2 separate regions of the Rattus norvegicus genome follow, and region 1 is linked to region 2. A link is a contact called in public Hi-C data. All regions are on one chromosome and are shown on one strand. Each heading gives the region's core, a stretch centred on a gene start, on an enhancer-like site or on the middle of the called end of the contact. The rest is flanking DNA. Distances are from core to core; before and after follow the strand shown.

The links. A called contact is a pair of places that touch in the nucleus more often than the background predicts.
Region 1: a contact with region 2 is called in a Hi-C map of psoas muscle, with 1.6 times the contacts expected there. The contact joins two enhancer-like sites. A contact is called at or near these places in 2 of 12 Hi-C or Micro-C datasets (hepatocytes and psoas muscle) and 1 of 1 datasets of contacts at active chromatin or transcription factors (oligodendrocytes).

The regions. Positions count from the first base shown.
Region 1 is chr11:90,268,579-90,271,697 of GRCr8, reverse strand. No RefSeq gene overlaps it. Among named protein-coding and RNA genes, the nearest start is that of Bcl6, 89 kb to the left of the region's middle. Within about 2 kb of position 1,702, at least 14 of the 93 cell types and tissues checked have an H3K27ac peak or open chromatin away from gene starts, as enhancers often do.
Region 2 is chr11:90,103,638-90,106,794 of GRCr8, reverse strand. No RefSeq gene overlaps it. Among named protein-coding and RNA genes, the nearest start is that of Lppos, 180 kb to the right of the region's middle. Within about 2 kb of position 1,259, at least 4 of the 93 cell types and tissues checked have an H3K27ac peak or open chromatin away from gene starts, as enhancers often do.

The DNA of each region.
Region 1 (3,119 bases), core at 453-2,952, 160 kb before region 2:
CTAAGAGCCTTCAACTCAAAGAAGCCAAGGTTGTTTTCTATAAGAATCTCAACTCCAAAGCCTGGTGGGTCAGACTACCATGTACTCTGAGCCTGTTTGCTTTGTGGATATATGTTAAGCTGTTGATGCACGGGGAGAGAAACCTTGGTTCAGAGTGCCTGTAGTCTGTCCCCAGAGCAGATCATAATTTCCTGGAATGAGCACACTGGAAGTGGAGATAGGCTGGGAGGTCTGCACTGACCCGCTAAAGGGGTAGATATAAGTTTGGCTTACCGCTGGCACCCGGAACCCATGAGTCTACAGGGAAGACATTTTCCCCTGCTGATCTTAGGCCTAAGTTGATGCTCAACTAACTTGAGTTTAACATCAGGACCCAGGGTCCTTTTGATTTCCTGAGAGAGCTGTAATCAGCTTCAAGGCCTCAGGTATCACCATGTGGAACAAAACGTTTGAACAAGTTAGAAGCCTGCAGCCGTGGAAGCTTAGCCTTCATGGGACTAGAAAAGACACACAAAATACGGGGGATGCGAAGAATCCTCTCTCTAAAAACATGGTTACAGAGTTCTTTTCAGCTGAGGTGTTTTGGGTTCCTCTGTGATTCTAGAATTCTAGAATTCTCAATCTCAAACCTAAATCAGAAGCCCAGAGGTCAGGGAAGGAAACCAGGCAGTTGGCCAAACTCAAAGAATAATCCAGTAGCGGAACACAGGCTCTCTTCAGCTATGTCCTGGATCATGTCATTCCTTTGCTCAGGCCTCCCCTGATGCCCCATTTCTCTTGTAGGGAAATCCCAAGTCTCTGAATGCTCTCACAGCCCGTAGGCTCGCTTCCATGTTGCCTCTTTGGGTTTGATCCCCACTCCTTTCCCCTGGACCCTCTACCTTGGCATGATTGGACACTGCTATGGCTACACAGCTTCCTTCTCTCTCGAATATACTTCGAGGCTTGCTCCTAGGCAGGCACCTCTATGGCTATATGTTTGGTGAGCCCCTGATCTCCACCAAAGCCACTGGAATTTCATCTCCACTACAGCTCTACATTGGCCTGTTTGGTCCCTGACCACCCAAACCAGGGCTTTCTGTTGCCAGGACTTCAGCCCTCTTAGCAGAGTAGATCTTTGCCCTGCTTAGGCTGTGGAATAACATAGGTCTTCCTGCTAGGAGGCGGGTTCTTCGGAGGCCTGCAGACCTAGGGTATGGGAAGTGTGCCTGCTCAGGCTTCTTGAATGAACAAGAAGGCAATAAAAGAAAATGGAAGAGTCACCATTATTGAAGTATTTTAAGCTTTATAGAGAAGTGGCAAAGACAATACAGGTTTCAAATAAATTCCTTGCAAAGGCACAATTGTATCACCACACCAACATTAACGTTACTAATTCCAACAATGGCATAAGCAGAACCCTTTGAGTTGCAAATGGCCTGCTGTCCTCAGCCCTCCCTTCTCCACCCTCTGCTCTCTCTCCCTTTCTTTTCTTTCCTCAACTCTCCTCTCCTCACACTAACCCCCAGACACTGTTTTGAGGCTGAGGAGAGCAAAGAAGAGCATCCCATGAACAGATTAAAGAGACTCTTCACGGCTTCATGGTTGGACAGAGCAGGACCTAATCATAAGTGAGCTGGGGCTTCCTAACTCATGGTTGGTCCCTCTTTCTATGGGTAATGCTGCCATTTTCCAAGCAGACTCCACTGCCTCTGTGCTCCCTGTGCTGGCTGCCTGGGCTAGCGTGTTTTGTCGTTTTGTTTCTGACAAGGTGAAGGTGGCAGCTGCCTCTTCAGCTTGTGTGCTGGGATGGCCCTGAGCAGCTGTAATGCACACTACTAAGTGCTGAGGCACCAACATTCCTACACAGCATACCCTCCCTTCACTCAGTCCTTTTGCACCCACAGAGCCAGAGGGAGGAGGTGCTGCCAGCCATGGCTTACCACAGGGTCCTCAGGCGCCCTGCAGCCTGGTGATGGGGATGCCATCTGGCACTCATCACAGCTGCAGGGCCTCTGGCCTGGTCTACGAGTCCAGTGTGGGCTCTTGGCACTGGTGCAAGAAAGCCCTCTTGCGTCTGGTCAGTATTCCCATCCTTTCCTAGATGGAACAAGCTACTCATTGTCTCCAGGCCTTAGCCTCCTCAGCTGTCAGGGTAAGAGAATAAACGGATTTGAGAGTCCTTGATCTTACATTTTCTCAGTCCTGGATCCTCTTATATTCAGGGAGGAGTCTTAGGTCTTGTTCCCAAATAGGAAAAGTACTCAGCGTAGAGAAATGGAGAGTCATGAGCAGCGAGAAAGAAGCGTCAGAGGGAGAGATCTGATATGGATGCTCTGGCGAGGATCGGATGACATCGGCATAGGTCAAGCATTTAGTCAGTGGTCAAATATTTGCAACAGCAGTAGTGAGAATGACATCTATTCCGAGTCTCATCTGCTCCCGTCATCCATCTGAAGCCACGCCCTTGCTTTCTGCTGCCATATGCTCTCTGTGCCAACGGTGCACGCTCGCCTCTGCCCCAGCTTCCTAAAACAAAGCTGTGGCGTGCGTTCCTTCCCTGTTCAAAATCCTTCGCTGATGCCCCGGCACCCCACGAGTTAGGTGTCAATGCTTCCCACTGTGGGTCAAGAGTCATGACACCCCAAGGCCCTTCCTAACCTTTCCACCCTTCTCGGTTCCCCGCACCTGTCCAGTGCTTTGGTAAGCCCGCCCTCGGTGCCCAACAACAGGTGCTGGCTGTCGACTTCTGGCAAAGAGCAAGAAGATCGTATGTTAGATGTGGCTCCGGGGTCAGAAAAAAAGAGTCATGTTAGATGGCTATGTGGCTTCAGCAAGCTGTGTGACCACTCTGAGCCTTGGTGTCCCCACCTCTAAAGAAGGATTTGTTAATGGCACTTCTAGACTGTGGGAACAGAAGCCTGATGGAGGGCGGCTGATCTCCAGTGTGTCCTACTGCTCAGTGCCTCTTGTTACTCAGCGCTCTTATACTCTGCCTGGGTCTTCCCTAATACTTACCCCTTCCTGACAGGCTGAGAAATGCTCTCCCATTTTGCCTCCTGCACACACCTAAGGCACCCCGGCTTTTTCCTTTGTAGAAGTTAGGTCTAGTTTTTCCTCCCAGGCTCATGCTCCCAGAA
Region 2 (3,157 bases), core at 10-2,509:
AGGAGCTTGGTTAAGGAGGAAGAGTCAGAAAGAAATAGAATGAAAATAAGAAGTAAAAAAGAGAGTGGGGGTGGGCTGGAGAGATGGCTCACTGGTTGAGAGCGCTGGCTGCTCTTCCAGAGGTCCTGGGTTCGATTCCCAACAGCCACATGGTGGCACACAACCATCTGTAATGGGATCTGATGCCCTCTTCTGGTGTGTCTGAAGAGAGCAACAGTGCACTCATATACATTAAATAAATAAATCATTTATTATATATTATATATATCATAACACACACACACACATATATATATAGAGAGAGAGAGAGGAGAAGGAGGAGAAGAAGGAGAAGGAGGAGAAGGAAGAGGAGGAAGAAGAAGAAGAAGAAGAAGAAGAAGAAGAAGAAGAAGAAGAAGAAGAAGAAGAAGAAGAAGAAGAAGAAGAAGAAGAGGAGGAGGAGGAGGAGGAGGAGGAGGAGGAGGAAGAGGAGGAGGAGGAAGAGGAAGAGGAAGAGGAAGAGGAAGAGGAAGAGGAAGAAAGAATGGCAAGCCAGGAAGAAGGACCAGGGGACACAAGTTACTTGTAGCATCAGCCCTTCCTCTGACATGGCCCCTATCAGCCAGTTGATAGGAAGCCCTCCCTGGGCCTAGGCTAGGCTGACAGCCTCCTTGAGTGTGCCAGCCAATGTCGCACACATCTGTTCAGCACATTTGGCTTCGCTCAGTGACCAGCTGCTGGCACTGAATCAGAAAGGGCAGGTGGGAGTTCTGGGCAGGGGCAGGAAGGAGAGAAGGATTATGCACAGTTGTTCCAGACAGAAAATGAGGAGGCGGCCAGTAAGGATGAAGCTGGGAGAGGTCCTACCCGGAGCAGCAGGGCAGGAAGCCCAGAGGAGTGGTAGGCCTTGTATTAATCACCCCCAGTGGCAGGTGAAGCCAAAGTATGTGGAGGGTGCCTACAAGGCTCCATGCCAAGTTCATGCTGTGTTTCCTATGCTTTCTGGGGCTCCTTCTTAGTACTCCCAACCTTGAGTCTTTTAGGAATTTCTGACTAGACAGCACATTGCTACCTATGAGATTAAACATTTTTTTCCCAGCTCTAACGAGGCTTTCGAATTCTTTCAAGGCTCAACAAGATTTCCAAGTTGTTAGCATTCTCCTCGCTGGCTAAAGGAAAAACTGGAAGAATAAACCTGCTCACTAGACAGGGCCCCTGGGGAGAGTAAGGGATACTCCTGAAGCCACCTGCTCAGCCAGTGGTGGAAGCATGAGCAAGCATTGGCTTCTCCACCGCAGCACCATTTGCTCTGCCAACATTTCAGCTGTGGGCCAAGATGGTAAGCTGTGAGTGGTAAATACAGTCACTAGGGAGAGCCATCTTAGAATGAAACTCGGAGTTCAACAGAAGCATGCTGCCTCATGCCTCAGGATGCTTGCCAACTAGGTGGTCCCTCTAAGGCTCTCCCTCTGAGTGGTCACTCTCTAAAGGGAATACTCAAATCACTCCTGCTGTGTTGACAACCTTGGCCTCTGTTTTGGAGAGTTCCTTTCCAATCTGTGCCACAGGAGGCAGTGTTCCACAACTCAGCTATAGCTGGTTAATTCTTCTGTCCTCAGGAATAGCAACTTCTGTTTACTTCCGGTTCATTCTCGGTAGCCAGAGGGTCATGTTTATTTCTGGGACATTTTCAGTAGCTGAAGGATCACCAACATTCAGCCTCAATTTTTATTTGAATTTTTTTTATATTTATTACTTTCAGGTTACATGTGTTTCACCCACATATGTGTCTCTATGCATTCATGTGCATTCATGATGCCCAAAGAGGCCAGAAGAGGGCCATAGAGCCACTGGAACTGGAGTTTCAGACAGTTGTGAGTTACCACGTGGGTGCTGGGAATTGAAATTGGAGCTTTTGGAATCACAAGTGCTCTTAACCTTTGAGCCATCTCTGCTACCCTCAGTCTCAAATTTTAAAACATAATCAATTTCATGAGCTTTAACAATATAGGTTCAGGCTTTGAAGAGCATCAGAGATTCACACCTTTCCCCTGACACTTATTTAAAATGAGGACACTACCCAGCATCCACAGTCTGAGGGAGTGCGGGGAATTAAATCCCCACACGACATAACCTGCACAAATTTTGGTCATGAGTATCACATGATCAGAGGGTTATGGAGAATGACAACAAGGTTTGTCTTCCATAGCCTAGGATGGTGGGTGAGGAAGAGCGTCTGCCATCCCAACTTGATACTACCACCCAAGTCTCCACTGGGTTTTCTTTTTACACAAGAGGAAATTAATCTTGAACTGCTGAAACTCTACATGCAAAACACGGAAAAGCAAAGATTATAAACAGAAGAGACAAAACCTCCTGGGAGGGCATTCAGGTTCTTCCCAGAACTGAGCCTTCTTATCGACCTCCAGCTAAGAGGTAGTCTTCCGCTGACTGTAATGTAATGGCGTTGGAGCTGTCCTTCCTGCTGTCATCATAGACCTCAGTCCCTAGCAGGCACCACTTTCCACATGCCCAGCTCTGCATCTGTTTAACTGCTACTCTACCTCCCCTGCCTCCAACCTTCATGCCTTATGCTATAGACAGCTGTGACCAGCCTCAACAATGTCACGGAATAACGCCAGGCCATAAGACATGCATTGCCAAGCTATACCTGAATTTTCCAATTGGCTTCCTCGATATATTACAGTTTTGACGCACTGCAAATGTAAAGCAGGTATCTAGAGCCATTCCACATAGATGCCTTCCTCAGAAAGGTGACTGCTTCCATAAGAATGTAATTATCAATACAGTGATTGGCTGGCATCTACAGAGAGACCTTAATTTTGTGCCCAGATCTATTCCAGAACTGATGGCCTTTACTTTGTCTTGGGTCAGGAAGAATTTAAGAAGTAGACAGATGTAGCATTCAGTTCGTCCCTCCATGACATCCACTCCAAGCTTTATCTCATCTTGCCCTCATTCCTAACCATTAATTCTCCTTGTCTGAACTGTCTAGGAAGCCAGCCTGGACCAGCAGCCACTCCCCAGCCCAGTGGTAGAATGGGCACAGGCCACAGATTTGAATATCTGCTGCTTTTTACAACTAGATGTTTTATCTCCTGTGGCTGCAATCTCCTCATCTGTAAAACAAGAAGGAAGGTATCCCTTTAGAGAGTCT